2 separate regions of the Mus musculus genome follow, and region 2 is linked to region 1. The links are chromatin contacts, called in public promoter capture Hi-C maps. All regions are on one chromosome and are shown on one strand. The core of a region is the stretch at or near the end of the contact, and the rest is flanking DNA. Distances in the headings are between cores, read along the strand shown.

What was found. Promoter capture Hi-C pulls out the DNA fragments that hold promoters and counts their contacts.
Region 2: a contact with region 1 is called in a promoter capture Hi-C map of pre-B cells, with 2.3 times the contacts expected there. The contact joins the promoter of Pak4 here to the promoter of Tgfb1 in region 1. A contact is called at or near these places in 2 of 39 promoter capture datasets (liver and pre-B cells).

Annotation. Positions count from the first base shown.
Region 1 is chr7:25,682,874-25,690,597 of GRCm38.p6, reverse strand. It overlaps Tgfb1 (transforming growth factor, beta 1), which reads right to left and starts at 3,596. Exons shown (of 7, transcript NM_011577.2): 1 at 2,375-3,596. The coding sequence starts at 2,729. B9d2 (B9 protein domain 2) reads right to left here. Exons shown (of 4, transcript NM_001362154.1): 3 at 7,182-7,307; 4 at 4,036-4,617. The coding sequence ends at 4,304.
Region 2 is chr7:28,593,363-28,601,086 of GRCm38.p6, reverse strand. It overlaps Pak4 (p21 (RAC1) activated kinase 4), which reads left to right and starts at 2,903. Exons shown (of 10, transcript NM_027470.3): 1 at 2,903-3,052.

The DNA.
Region 1 (7,724 bases), core at 2,347-4,846:
CTTGAAGCAGTCCTTTTGCCTTTGTCTCCCCAGTACTGGGACTACAGTCATAGACAGACTTGGCAGCCTGGGATTGGGTTGCCCCCCCCCATTTATTTGTTTGTTCGTTCGTTCATTCATTCATTCATTCATTCATTCACTTTATAACCCGACTTCAGCTTTCCCTCCTTCCAGTCCCCCCTCACATCCCCTTCCCTCACCCCCTCCTCTCCTGAGAAGGGGAAGCCCGCACCCCGTACCAATCCACCCCTGCACAGCGAGTCAGTAAGTCATGGGAGGTGGATGGAGGGGGAGAACTGAGTGGGAATGAGGATAAGCAGGGGAGGGGGGGATCAGATGGAGACAACCAGACAGTGGTCCTAATCCCAAAACTCTGCCATTTCCTGGCCAGTGGGGGTTTATTATCATTTGCCTGTCATCAGTGTCATTAGTTACTCCCCTCTTTAGCCCATTTCCTGGTCGTGTTAGCAGCAAAGAGGATTTCTAGGTAAGAGTGACTGCAGGTTTGGGAGCCCCATTCACTAAAGGGCTTCCTAGCCTAAAGGATGTCTGCACTGGGGAACGAAGGGGCAAAATCCCGAAATTCTGCGTCTGCTGGGGCTTCTGGCTTCTTGTAGTGGGGATGAGATGGTGATCCCAGACGTCGATGAAGGACAGAGGGCCTCTATTCTTGGTTCGGTTGTTACTCAGCAAACCACAATGGAGGGATGGGATCTCAGCTGGGGGTAGCCGATAGGGGAGAGATAGGAGGGCAGGAAGGATTGTGGGTGTCGCAGAGGGAAATGGGGTGACATAGAGATGAATAGGTATGTGGGAGAGGAGACGGAAATGAGAGGCACATGCCGGAAGAGATATATGCGTAAGAAATACAGTCTCAGGAGAGTAAAGGACTTCTCCAACGAAGAGGTCACATTAAGTCGTGGCTAGGGAGGGGTGTCATTAGGCCTGAGCCACAATTGGGTCCAGCAATGTGCAAATAATCCTTAAGTCCACCTCTGGGGTTAGGAAGGTGAAACCTGGAGAAGCTACTGACACCTAAAGTTCCCCGGTCACACACGACGCTTGGGTCCCGCGTGGGCGCCTACAGGGCGGGGCCGTGAGTTTCCCCGCCCACTACTGGGGTGAGGAGGGCGGGAGACTAACAGCCTAGGGAGGGCGGGATCCGGACCTGCCTCGTCTCGCCCCAGGCTCCGCGCGCGATCTCTGTCTCCCCTCCTCCCGGGCACGGGAAGGAAAGGGAAGGGAGGAGGGCGTGGCGACCGGACGCTGGGTTTTCCCCAGCCTCCGGTAGGAGGAACTGGGACCTTGGGGTTACAGCCTGTCAGCGTTCAGTTCCGTGGGGTCCTCTTACCCCCCCAAGAAGCGCAAGCTCCTCCCCACGCGCGTGGCACCCACGTGGGGGCTTCCTCATCCTTACCGATTCGGTTTTTTCATTTGAGTTTTGAAGACTGCCTCTCCCCTACTTCTAGCTGCTCCTCTAGGGCTCGACTCCAGAGGCTCAGCCACTCCCTTCCACGCCCAGGAGAGGGGCGCTCGCCACTCACTCCTGGATGGCATGGTATCCCTGCTCCGTCTGCCTGGCTGCCGCGGGGGGCCACCTTCCTAAGCCAGTCTCCCCTTTTTATGACTCCTTCCCAATGACCCAGTATTCTAGATTTCTTGAGGACTCGCTCGCTTCCTTCACTGGGCTCCGCCTGCCGGCTCGCGCGCTCTTTTACGCCCCCAAGCAAAACACTCGTGACACCTCCGGGCTCATTTTCCGCACCCTCTCTGCTCCTCTCTAGAGTCCTTCTCCCAACAACGTCGCTTTCCTTTTTCACTTGTAACCCCGTAGTGACTCCACAGATCACACTCTCTAGCGTGCGCCTGTCGCTTTCTGAGAGTAAGCCCACTAGAGATTTTATTTGGCAGTTCTAGGGTACCCATCCCCTAGGTTTTCTCTCCATCTCACGACCCGGTCTGGGGTCGGCTTTCCACATTGCATCTCCATTCCGAAATGTTGGACACCTTCCATTCTCTTGAGCTGGGTTCTACCTTTCTGGAAAGAGACCACCCAGCGAGCCCTGCATTTTTAGGCACCATTAGGGGAACTTAAAACAAAACCTGCCAAATGCTCCTCTTCTAGAGGGGACTCTCCCCACGACCTTGCTTTTCTAGGAGAGGATCACTTTGGCAGGCTGTCTATTCCTCTCAAAGACACCTGGGGTACGGGAAAGTGCCAGCCTCTTTGGGACACCCACACAGTTGTCCCGGTGCCCCCAGGGCTCCCCTTCCTCCAGCCAGTTTCCTCTGAGGGTAATTTCCTCCCGGTGACCCCTGCACTCCGGCGCCCCCTGGGGGCTCCCTCCTGGCTCCCCGGCCCCTCGGAGCTCACCGTTGTTGCGGTCCACCATTAGCACGCGGGTGACCTCTTTAGCATAGTAGTCCGCTTCGGGCTCCGGCTCTGGGTCGGCGCTCTCGCCTGCCACCCGGTCGCGGGTGCTGTTGTACAAAGCGAGCACCGCCTCGGGCAGCGGGCCGGGCGGTACCTCCCCCTGGCTTGGGGGACTGGCGAGCCTTAGTTTGGACAGGATCTGGCCACGGATGGCTTCGATGCGCTTCCGTTTCACCAGCTCCATGTCGATGGTCTTGCAGGTGGAGAGTCCCGCGGCTGGCCTCCCGGGCGTCAGCACTAGAAGCCACGGGAGTGGGAGCAGAAGCGGCAGTAGCCGCAGCCCCGAGGGCGGCATGGGGGAGGCGGCGCCCCACGGCACTTCGGAGAGCGGGAACCCTCGGCAAAGGTGGGATGCGGAGGCCCCGCCCCTGCAGGGCTTGTGGGGTGGGGTCTCCCAAGGAAAGGTAGGTGATAGTCCTGAATAATTTGAGGTTGAGGGAGAAAGCAGCAGGAGTCGCGGTGAGGCTCTGACACCAAGGTGTCTCAGTATACCACCAGGGTAAAAATCGAGATGAGCGCTCTCTGAGATCCAAAAGTGGGTGTTCTTAAATAGGGGAGCTACTGCCAGCAGGTCCGAGGGAGATCTGCCTCTCGGGGGAGAGAGGGTCCTGGGATGCGAGGGACTCAAGAGGCAGGCTGGGGGGAGGGCGGCGTGCAAGGGGTGCGCCCCAGCTTTGGGGTGAAGTCTTCGCGGGAGGCGGGGTTTGTGGCTCCCGAGGGCTGGTCCGGAATAGGGGCGTCTGAGGAACGCCGGGTAGCGATCGAGTGTCCACGACGGTGAGCAGGGCTGTCTGGAGTCCTCAGGTCCTGCCTCCTTGCGAGACAGCGCAGTGCCAAGAAGTCCCCACGTCTCTGACTTGCAGTAGCAGCGGAAAAGTCTCAAAACTTTTTTCCTCTTCTCTCAACCAGCTCGTCCCTCCTCCCACTCCTCCTCCCCCTCCTCCCTGCGGCGGCGGCTGGTCTCAGACTCTGGGGCCTCGGACGGCTCCTCGGCTGCTCCTTTGCCGGCTCCCAGCGGAGGCCGACTCCGAGTGCGGCTCAGAGCCGGGGGTGCCCCGAAGGGGCGTCCCCCCTGCCCCGGCCGGGGGCCTGGCTGTCTGGAGGATCCGCGGCGGGAGGAGGAGGGGGACGGCCTGGGGCGCGAAGGGCGGCGGCGGCGGCGGGACCGGCTGGGGCGGCGGGGGTTTTGAAGCCGCCCCGGCCCCACCCAGGAAGCGCGCGCGGGGCGGGGGCAGCCCCAGGGGGAGGGCATGGGGGGGCACTGTCTTCATCTTAGCGTGGGCGGGCTCCAAGGGGGGTCCCTTCAGCCCTGCGGGGAGGGGGCGGGCACCCCGGCCTCGCCCCACCTCCAGGGTGCTGCCTCCTGGCGGCGGAGCACTACTAAAGCCGGTGACCAACCAAAGCGCCCCGGTGGATTTGGGAGTTGTTGAAGGGTCAAAGGAAAAATTGGGACTTCGTGAGAAAACAGAGTCCTGTATTAGAAGTGGGGACCTAGGCGGTGGAGAGCGAAAGGCAGGGGCAGACTTTGCGGATGAGAGTGTCAAGGAGAGTGAAATAAGGAGACCGACGTCTGAGAGCTTTAGCGGATACAAGGAGGCACCTTACCCATGAGAAATACACGCTTTTATTAAGTGCCCCCGACAGTCCAAACAGTGGGCCCTGCTCATGTCCCTCCAACCCACAGCCCTTTCTACCCCGTAGTTCAGTGGAGCATGGGCCACAGGGGAGTTCCTGGCCTTGCAGTCCATGGCATAGGGGCCATGACTTGGGGGTGATCAGGACTGACAGTCTCCAGAGTCCACGTGCCTGCTTCACTGCTGTGCCATTATGTGCTCAGTGGATGATGGCGATTAGTAGCAATGAAGTCCCTCAACACTCCACTCCATAGCGATCGAAGTGGCGCAGCAGCAGGCCGATACCAAGGTGCACTGTGCCACCCGCGGCCGTGTGCAGGCGGTAGCGGTCAGCCCCGCTGTAGATGGTATCTGCGTGCAGCAGCTGTGGCCCACCACCCACGAAAGCCCGTGCTAGCTGCTCCCTCCAACTGCCCAGGGGCCTCCATGTAGGGCAGTCCAGCTGATGAGTGCCTGGGCTGCTAGGCACATGGCAAAAGCCATAGCCAGCAAGCTGGCAGCGGCCAAAGCTGTCCTGGGACCACACCTGGAGATGGAGTCGAGGCCAACCTGCGGGAGGAGAGGCGTTAGAGAAAAGGACAAAGGGGCAGAACCCTGCTCCCGGGTTCCCAGCATTGAAACCACTGGAGACCTCGCACAGTACTTTTACCTTGGATTATTGCCTGAATTTCCTCTCTGGGTTCTCATCTCCCACTCACTCCACATAGTAGTCACAGGAATCTAGAGCAATCCACATTACCCTCTTGCTCAAAACCCTCCCATGACTCCCCTGGGCCACAGAACAAAGTCCAACCTCTCAAGTCAAGTCTGGCCTCGTCTGACCTCCCTTTGTGGTCTCTTCACTCTCCCAGGCCCCCAGGTCAGCACCTCAGCTTAGACCCCTTCCGCCCTCCTCCTCATGGACTTGCTTTGCTCTCACGCACCTGACTCAGATTTCCTTTCTTCCCCAGTGGAGCCATCTCTCCCCTTCGTTAGGTTTCTAGTGGCCTCAATGCACAGCTGAGTGTCCCAGCCTGACAGTCCAATGCTTGGAGATGCAGCCCAGCCCCCCCCCCCCCCAACCCTAAGCCCTCCCCTGGCAGGCCCTGTTCTCCAGGCTGGGGACACAGCAATGAACACAGCAGACAAAAATTCCTGCCCCGTGAAGCTGACATCCTAGACAACCAACATAGTAAATAAGTAAATTATAGGGTATGTCATATGGTGATAACCGCTCTGGGGAAAAACAACAGCCAGAAAGGGAGGGGTGGAGATGTAGTTTGGAAAATTGGGGAGCAGCTGAAGGAAGCTTTCCTAAAGAAGGTGACATTTGGGGCTGAACACTGCAGTGTACAGCTGGAATGCCAGCACTTGGGAGGTAGAGGCAAGAGGATCCCCAGAAGTTCAAGGCTAGCCTGGGCTACACAATGAGTTCTAGGACAACCAGGGCTACATATCTGAAGGGTGACATTTTGGCACACACTTGGGCTGCTGAGGCCCCAGGCTAGGCTGGACTATGTTCTGAGACTCTATCTCAAAAAGCAAACAAGCCAACCAGGATGCAACATAAATGCTTAAAGAAGTGGGCTCTCTAGGCACCTAGGGGAATGACAGATCCAGTCAGTGCAAAAGTTCCGAAGTAGGAGCTAGCCTGGTGGGGCCAATGAGGCTAGAACGGGGAGTCGTGGGGAACAAAGGACAGAGGTGACAGCCAGATTCCATAGGCCTGTGACGCCAGAGAAGGCTCCGGCTTTTCTCTTGAGCGATAGGAGGCCTGCAGGCAGGTTCCATACAGAGGAAGAACATGCTGTATTTAGGTCCTCCCAGGGTCCAGTCCAGTATCCAACCCTGAGAGCACAGTGAAGACAGAAAGAAAGAATGGTCCCAGAAGGCTGGGCGTGGTGGCACACGCCTTTTATCCCAGCACTTGGGAGGCAGAGGCAGGCAGATTTCTGAGTTTGAGGCCAGCCTGGTCTATAGAGTGAGTTCCAGGACAGCCAGGGCTATACAGAGAAACCCTGTCTTGAAAAACAAAACAAAACAAAACAAAACAAAAAACAAAAAATGGTCCCGGAAAGAGAAGATGGACAGAGAAGGCTGGGTGGGATGGGGTGAGAAACAAAAGTGGGTTTCAGAGCCGCCAGGGTTTGTTGGTGAGCTGAGAGACTAAGAAGGAAGCAAACAGGGAGGAAGACAGCTAAGGCCAGGACTGAGGAAAACTTCCAACGTATCACCCTCACAAACTAGTACAATTGTTCAGAAGGAGAATCTGATCCATCCATTTCTTCTTGGGCTCCCCAGAGCCTTCGAGAATCAGTCTTAGTGCCTTTGCAGGCGAGGCCTTACATTCTGTCCCTGCCGCCTCATCCCCCACTGTCCTTCTCACCCACAGACAGCGAATACCCAGGACACACCTCCCCATTTCTACCTGGCTCCAGCTCTCTGACTCCACCCTCTGTCTTTGTCCTTGGGCCTAGTTAGCTTCTCTTGGCCCTTTACAGCAGAACTCTAACTGCTCTGCCCTATAAGGCCATGGGACCAATCAGAGATGACTTCTGTGTTTCCAGGGCCTCTGTGCTGGCCACATTTGGAAACAGGTCTATCTTCTACCTATAATGGAACCCTTGATGACAGGGCTTGGAGGGTCCTTCTTAGTTGGGGATGTCCCTGCTCAAGCTGGACAGACGTAGGCTCAGTCAACAGTCCTCATTCCCAGAATCTGCTGTGTTTTAACCAGAAAAGCTGCACTGACATGATACCCTCCTCCTCCCTCGAAGACTCACTTCCCCTTTGAGCAGAACCTCTGCCTGTGTGAGCAACGGCAACTGGCCCATTTCCTGTCCCTCTCCTCCCTATCTATCTCTCTTTACCCTATGCAGCCTCCTCAGTGGCCGTTAGTCAAAGGCCCCTCCCACTTGACCCCCACTTCCTGATATCTTCTCTACCCCAACCTCCGGCACATTCCACAGGCCTAGGGTTCTGAATAGCTCGGGTGAGGCCTCAAATGCACTGCTCTAGGGGAGGCTGTACCAGAAAAGGGACCCACAAAGTACAGGGAGCAGACAGCCATGGTGTTCCAAGCCCAGCTCCTCTTAGTTTGACTGCCCCTCCCCATCCTGTCATCCTGTACCCACCTTGGAGACCTTTAGTAGCGAAGTGCAGGTCAATGGGGTGGGACCAGTAAGCCATGTCCCCTATCTGGGGTGTGTCTACCTGTGTCTGGCCTTCTCGTACACCTGAGAGGAGCTTCCATGCGGCCCCTGTAATGAGAACCAGGACATCAGGGTTTGGGGGATAGCAACCTTCAAGAAGGGGACCTGCCGTGGCAATGAGTTTGTTCCCTCTGGTATCTGGGAGTGGGAGTTACACAGTGTAGACTCTAGAGCCAAGTGTCTGGATCCAGATCTTGGCACTGGCAGTGTACATCTGAAATCTCAGCACTTGGGAGTTTGTTTGGGGCTTTCTTGGGCTGCCTGATGAGTGTCAGGTCAGCATGGGCTACAATGTGGGTCTCAGTCTCTAAAGAAAAATTGGAGGGGTTGAAGAGCACGTGAGAGAGAATAAAGCCAGGCAGTGGTGGTGCACACAGTTGGTCTTAGCCCTGGGGAGGCAGAGGCAGGCTGATCTCTGTGACTTCAAAGCCAGCCTGGTCTACAGAAGGAGTTCCCAGGGCTGCC
Region 2 (7,724 bases), core at 1,654-4,153, 2.9 Mb before region 1:
CGCATTTAATCCCAGCACTCGGGAGTCAGAGGCAGGTGGATTTCTAAGTTTGAGGCCTATCTGGTCTACAGAGCAAGTTCAAGAACAGCCAGGGCCACACAGAGAAACCTTGTCTTGGAAAAAAAAGAACCTAGGGAGAAAAGAAAGACAGGGGGGTGGGGAGGGGGAGAGGAGGGGGAGAGGAAGAGGGAGAGAGAAAGGGAGAGAGAGTATAGAGCACCCACTGCCTCTTGTAGCATCGTTGCTACAAGTGGTTTGTATCTCTAGGGAGGCAATGGCGGTCACCCCTGTCTTCCCAACACGAGGGATGTGGGAGCAGACAGATCATCAGCTGGAGGTCATCCTTGGCTACATCCTGAGTTCCAGGCATGAGCCTGGGCTGCATGAGACTTTGTCTAAAACAAAACCAAATACAAGCAAACAGTTCTTCAGGAGCTGAGAGTGTGCCTCACTTATTCAGAACCAGTCAAGATTCTCTTACAGTCCTGGGCTCAATCCCCAGCTCCCGACCCCACACTCAGAGTTTAGAAGATAAGGTGAACTCGCTCACATTTCCTCTAGCCCATCACTCGTGTATTCAAAGGAAACAATTATGTAGCTGCTTGGGCTTGTTTTTTTTATTTTTGTGGATGATGGTTTCTAAAAGCAAACTGTGTACCACAGCACAGGAGCTCAATGAGGAAAGTGTGGCTGAGCAAATTAGAGTCAATTAGTAGGATGGCTTCTTAGGCAGCCCCAAGATTAATCTTCTTGAAGAATATTTATTGACATCAAGAGTCACTGATGATGTATATAGTCTTAGTTTTAAAAGGTATTTTTCTGGGGCTGGAGAAATGGCTCCGTCCGTAAGAGCACTTGTTGCTTTTTCAGAGGCCCTCTTCTAGCCTCTGAGAACACACACACGCAGAGGGGTACACACACACACACACACACACACACACACACACAGAGGGATGGGGAATATTTCTTTAAACCTACTTATTTTTCTGGGGTGGGGAATAATTATTTATTTTATTTTTTATTCTTTGGTTTTTCGAGACAGGGTTTCTCTGTATAGCCCTGGCTGTCCTAGAACTCACTCTGTAGACCAGGCTGGCCTCGAACTCAGAAATCCGCCTGCCTCTGCCTCCTGAGTGCTGGGATTAAAGGCGTGCACCACCACTGCCCAGCGGGAATAATTTTTAAATTTATTTACTCTTCTTTCATACATTACTTCTCAACTGCAGTGTCCCATCCCTCCACTCCTTCCAGTTCTCCCCATAAATCGTTTTTTTAAGATATATATTTCAGACCATTCTTCCAGGCATGGTAAGGAGACACGTGCCTGTAATCCCAGTGCTAAAAGACTCTCTTAGTGCATCGGAGGCCTTGAGTTCAAGTGGACATAAGCTGAAGGGAGAGATAGGGATGATGGGGAGAAAAGAAGGCAAGCAGAGACCTGAACCGCAGCCCTTCATTCATTCTTGGTTTGCACATGTTAACAGAATGCCTGCGGTGTGCCTGGCAGTGTGCAGGTGAAGCACACAGGCAAGCATCATTTAAGTGAATCTTTGGAGGGTGGAATTACCTTTTAGTCAGCCACCCCTTTTATAAATATGTACTGAGCATTTACATACCAATAATATCAAGGCTCTGGCTACGAGCAAAAAGCATAGTTCAAGGTCAGCCTGGGCTACGTCCTGAGACCCTGTCTCACGAAACCAAAACCAGCCAGCCAAACACAAAACCACAGGCGGCAAAGGAAAGGAAGCTTTGCCAGAAGCTGGCAAAGGATTTAATAGCACAAGGTAGGACATTTTGCCCCTTAGAGAACATAATGTTTGAGGAAAAACCCAAAGGAACCCTGGGAGTCAGGAGGATGCTTAAAGAAGAGAATCTTCCAGACAGAAGAAAAAGCCCGTGAAAAGAACCAGAGAAAGCCTGTTTGGGAAAACCTGTAGCCTCAGTCTCCCAAGGGGCTCAGCTGGGGAAAGCATTTGCCTAGAATTCTCTAGGGCCGGGGACTTCCCTAGTACTACTGCTTGCCTGTCCTGTATAAAAGCCCTAAGTTCAGTGTCTGATACCCAAATAAACAAATAAAACCCTCAAAATCCTTGATGAGAAAGCATTTTTAAATTTTTCAGTAAGACCTAATGAACCCATAGGTGGAAGGGTGTATTAGTTTATGGGCTTTGTTTCCGCTGTGTTTTCCATTTTGATTAATTTAAAAACACTTAATTACACTTATCCCTCTATTTTATGTCTATGGCTCTCTTGTGGAGGCTACAGATCAACTCCTGGGAATCAGTTCTACCGTGTGGGTCCAGGAGATCAAACTTCAGGCTCGGCAACAAGCGCCTTCTATCCACTGATGCATCTCACACACTCGTGATTGACTGACTTAAAAAAAAAAAAACTTATTTAAAAGATTAAGATCAAATAGTGTCAGATTTCCAGATTCGGACAGAGCTTCATTCAAAACTTGCTTTCAGTAGTCATAAACCAACTAGCATCCTATTAGCTTGTTTACCTGTAAAATGGGTGTTACAACAACAGGGTTGTGTTAACAGTTTACAGCAGAACTAGTCGCGTGCTAACAAAGGCATAATAAGTGCTTAAGAACTGTTTCTGGCCTTTATGTTCTCGTATTCCACTTTACTTTTTTGGGAGCCCGTGGGACTCTGCCACGCGAAAGTCGTTATTTCCCCTTTAAGAGGCGGAGTGGGCGGGGAGTCAACGATCCCGCACCTTTTCAAAACTTCCCAATCTCTGCTCTTCATTCTCCACCTAGCGGTCTCCGATTGGGCCACTCGCACCAATCAGTGGTTTTAGGGAACCCTGCCCGGCTCGCTGCCCCGCCTCCGAGTAGGCCCCGCCCATCACCCGGTCAGCTCCGTTGCCATGGGGACTAGTGGGCGGCGAGGAGTAGGGGAGGCCCCGGATGTTCATTGGGGATTCAACATGGCGGCGGCAGTAGCCGCGGCGGCGGCGGCGCGAGACCGCTGAGGGCGGTACGCGGGCACAGAGTTCTGGGCCAGGCAGCTAGGCCGCGAGCGACCGCGGCGCCAAGCCGGTAGGTTAGGGGGTTACCGTGCAAGGGGTTTGTGGCTGGGGGCGGGTGGGTCTGGGCACGCGCCGTGGGAGAGCGGTTATTCGGAAGGGGGCGGGGCCGGTCGGGTCAAAGTTCACTCTTGGAGGGGAGGGTCGCGTGGAAAAGGGTCGCGGGCCCAAAAATGAGGGAAAGGGGAGGGGACTGTCGCGACCAGTGGTTAGACCGGTGGAGGGGGCGTGGCCGGGTTTGAAATTTGTGCAAAGTTTGGAATACTAAGTGGGGGCGCATAGGAGGGGCTCGGAACGGGTCTCATAAAAGGGGGCGCTCAGAGTAACTTAAGAAGAGGGTGTGTCTGTCAGGGCTGGAGGTCACAACCTAGAGAAGTGGGCGGCTGCCCGGTCAAAGATTTAAAAGCCTCAACCGGAGGAGGAGGAGGAGGTGCTTGAGTTTTAGGTTTTGGGGGGGTGTCTGAGACAGCCCTTAGGTAGAAGGTACGAAGATAAAAATCTGACGGGTGAAGATGTTCTGGGAGGGCCAGAAACTAAAAACTCAAGTGGGGCACGTGCGGTGAGGAGGGGGACCAGGGACATCTAACAGAGCCTTCGAAAGTGTGTCCTGGTGTGTGTGGTGGGAGGAGAAGGGGAGCCCCTTCCCACTGATAATGAAGGCCACACACTGATAAAACACTGATGATAGGCTGGGCTTCCCTCTCCGCGTTAAAGCTCTGTGTATGTACTCATTTAGCGCGCAGTACAGCATCACTGGAGCCAAAGCTGTTATTAAGAAGCTAAGTGATTTGCCCCAGGTCAGCTAATGAAGTAAGGTGAGCAGCTGGGATTCCAGCTCCGGAGCTCTGTCCCAGAGTGCTTCTGTCTCCTGCTGCCTTTCACAAAATCTTGGTGCTGGTAAATGTTTAACGAGAGAGCGCGAGCGAGAGAGCGCGAGCGAGAGAGCGCGAGCGAGCGAGCGCACCGTGTATGCCTGGTCTTGTTTCATCCCTTATCTTGTGAGATGGGTGAGTTGGGTGTTAGAGAACACCCCTGTTTTCCAGGTAGAAAAAGTAATGCCAAGAAAGCTTTGTTAAGAGAAAGGAGCTTTGGTCTGCTACCTGCCACAGGGTCCACTTCCCAGGAGGTCTGTTCCTGGAAGCCACTCCCTGGGTGGGAACAGAGTGTCTGTTTAGCCTCCTTGGAAGGGTGTGACCTGGGAGGGGAGGTTCCACTGGGCCTATGGGAGTGGCATGCTGGTGGGTGGCCCAGAGTCCAGTGAGCCTCTGATTGGGTGGGTGTGACCTTAGGCGCTCTCTATTCCTGACACCACAAGCTCTCCCTGTGGCCTTCAGTGGTTCCCAAACGCTTTACAGTTTGAGCCTTGGTCCTCCTTCCAGGGTTTTGACCTCCTGTCAGCCATCTTTCCACTTCTCTCACTCATGCTTAGCCAACCGTGGGCAGCTCTTGGCTTTGCTTTCTTTGGCCTCCATGGGAGAGCCCATTCTGCCTTCTCCCGGTTCTTGGGGCCATATGCACTCCTGCTGGATTCTGGGCGCTTCTGGAGCATCAGCTGGCCGCAGAGTGTCTGTGTGTGTGTGTGTGTGGGGGGGTGTCCTCAGATACTGTAGCAAGGGGACAAGAGGCACTCAGCCCTACCCTCAATGCCTGCTTGGTCACTCCCATAGGAGCGTACTAAGACCAGCCCTCAGCCAAGGACACTGAGCCTAAATGGAGCAGGGACAGGGAGAGTGCCTGTATATGCTGGGTCTGTCCTGAGGTTCCTGTCCTTGGAAAGTCCCTCAAGGAAGCTCTGAAAGATGAGTAGGAGGGACAGGAAGGGACACAAGGTCAGAAAGGGCAAAGGTCCTGGCCTGCTAGTGGCTCAACCTGGGAAGGACCACGTATAGTAAGTGCCTCCGTCTCCTCCTGTGTAAAGTGGACCTAAGAACAGTGCTGGCTGTGGAGGGTAAGATAGGCACCGGGCAGCCTGGCATGCTGTGGAAGTACTAGTCTCATCGCTGCCTCCCAACTTTCTCCACAGCCAACCCACCCCCACCCCCACCCCCTGTCTGCACCCGACTGTGTCAGAGAGCTGGCATACTACCAGCACCAGATCTGTGAGGTCACCCAAATTCCCAGCCTTGTGGTGCCAGCTTGGCACAGATAAGGAGAGATGGGGGTTGTGCCGTTGGAGACCCAGTTTCAGGCCCCTGCCTTGTCTTTGGGTCCTGAGCAAGTGTTTTTATATTGACTAATTTTGTTCTTTATGTGCTATGGTGGGCTATCGAGAAAAGCAAGCTTTCAGTGTTAGGGAATGCCCAGCCCTCCTTGTCAGGCCACAGGAGTCCAGCCAGGGATGCCATCCACCCAGCACATTACCCCGCTCCATCCCAGCTTCCCTGAGGAACTGGATCAGCAAAGCCGCCGGCCGTCACTACCTAGAGGACAGCAGCCTAACAGATGCCGGCTCTGCATCAGCACCACCTGACCCACCCATTCCACAGATCCAGATCTGACCTCTGTCCTTTGAATGCCCCTGTTTGTCTCATGTCTGCTGCTGTTTCACTGTGCACAGATACAGTGTCATCTGAACATGTCACAGTGTTCTGCAGCCTTGGATGGTCCCCTGATTTCCATGCTGTTCAGTATTTCTTTCTCATGATCCATCACATAGGAGTCATCACGTTTTGGTGGCCACACGGCCAGTTCCTTGCTGAGCTGTCACTGTGCTGTGATGAATATTCTAGAATGTTTCCTTGTGGGCCATAGCCATAGTGTGTCTTGACTTACTCCTTGTGGTGGAGCTCACACTGGGCCCTGATGCTGGGGCATTACTCTCCTAGAGGTTGTGCCCAGCAGTGCGCAGAGGTGCTTTCATTGACCCACCTGCTGTGACTGTTGTGCCTTTGGCCACAGTGATTTCCTCCACCTAGACATGATGGACTGCCCCACTCTGCCAGGCATTGCACACCCAGGGAGATGGCTTTTGTGACTACTTGACCATGATGCCCATCTAGCAGGCTTCAGGGCTTTGGCTGTTACTCTCTAAGACATATATAACATTGGCCACGGCCTTGACCACTCTCCCATGAGGAGCACCTTCCAGGGTAGACATTTGAGAAAAGGCCTGACTTGGTAGGGGTGAGCCTATTTACACTCTGCCTGAGTGGTTGCTGCATAGCGAGCTAACGGAGCCTGTCAGATTTGTTCCTGGACGGTGACACCACATAGGTCAGAGGAGGAGGTTCAGGCAATGGGGAGGGTTTTTTTTTTGAGAAAGAGACATCTGATTGAGAAAAAAAATGAGCTTTCAAAGAGTGGGAAAATAAAGCAGGGGGTGGGTACTGAAGGTATAAATGCCAGGGGCCAGGCACATCATAGGAAGGGCCTGGGTGGCACCCACCAGGATCCCTTTGTAAAGCTTGCTTAGCCTAGCTGGGATGTGGCTCAGTGTTTGGAATGTTTGCCTTGCACGGGGAGAGGCCTGGGTTCCATCCTAGGATCATATAAAACCAGAGCTGATGGTGCGTGCCTAACGCAGGAGGTACGATCCCCCACCCCCCAAAGCCAAGGCAGCAAGGATGTTTTGAAAGGGAAAAGCGATGATGGAGGGAGGCCTGTGTGCATTCTTCCCCCATGTTAGCTCACCTGATCTTGCAACAGTCTTTAGTCAAGAGAAAACAGACCCAGAGAGACAGACTTGTCTAAGGTACCTAGCATGCAAGTAACAGAGGGAGGCAGGATTTGAACCCTGGCTTCAGGCTCCAAAATCACTGTTCCTCCTGACAGCCTTCAGTGACTTTAAAGTAGCTTTGGTTGGGCAGTGTTCATTTCCATCCCCATGGATTTCACCCAGGTCCCTTTTCAGACAAGTTCTCTGGGGACCTGTTGAACATGAGAAGTGATGGATGTTAAGTTCGTGTCCCCGCCAGTACTACTGTGACCCTGCCCTTCCTTATACACCACTATGCACCACTTCTTGGCCTGTGGCTTATGATGAGCTATGTTTCCTGGCCAGACGCCGGTCAGGGGTGTCCCCAGCAGCTGTTTCTTACATCTCCCTATCAGACTGGTAGCCACAGATGTCGCCAGTAGGAAGCTGTCCCTTTCCAAGTCATGGCCAGGGAAATGGATTGCCCCCTTGCTCACCCGGGGCCAGAGCTTATTGTCTGCTGGACAACTTGGCTCACAGGAAAGTTTGGTGGGGGTGGGAGGTTCTGAGGAAGGTCAGAGGGGAATTCCCCAGATCCCAAGGGAGCACACAGTGACAGTAGGACAGAAGCCACAGCTCATTACAACCCGTCTCCTGGGACTGCTGGTGTCCTGCTCTTTTCCAGCAATCCAAGGGACAATGGGGACTTCCCTGACTAATGTACAGTACTGGCATGTCTCTTGGCCGGTCCCCCTTATGAGGAGCCTCTGGGGAAGAGACGGCCTCCTCCCTGGTGAAATGGGGGTGGTTTCAGTTCCCTGCTCGCCAAGCCCCAGGCAGATGTGAAGGACGACTGCATGCAAAGGACTCCTCAGCTCAGAGCCTGATGAGTCTTCCATAACCTCAAACTTGATGGCTTTCCCAGGTGTGCCTCCTGGCGCCCTGACCCTGCCTTTCCCTAAAGCATAGCTGCAGTACTCAGAACCTCCCCTCGCCACCCCCAGGCCACCTCCAGCTCCTGCACGGGTATCAGGCTGTGTGCAAGGACCCT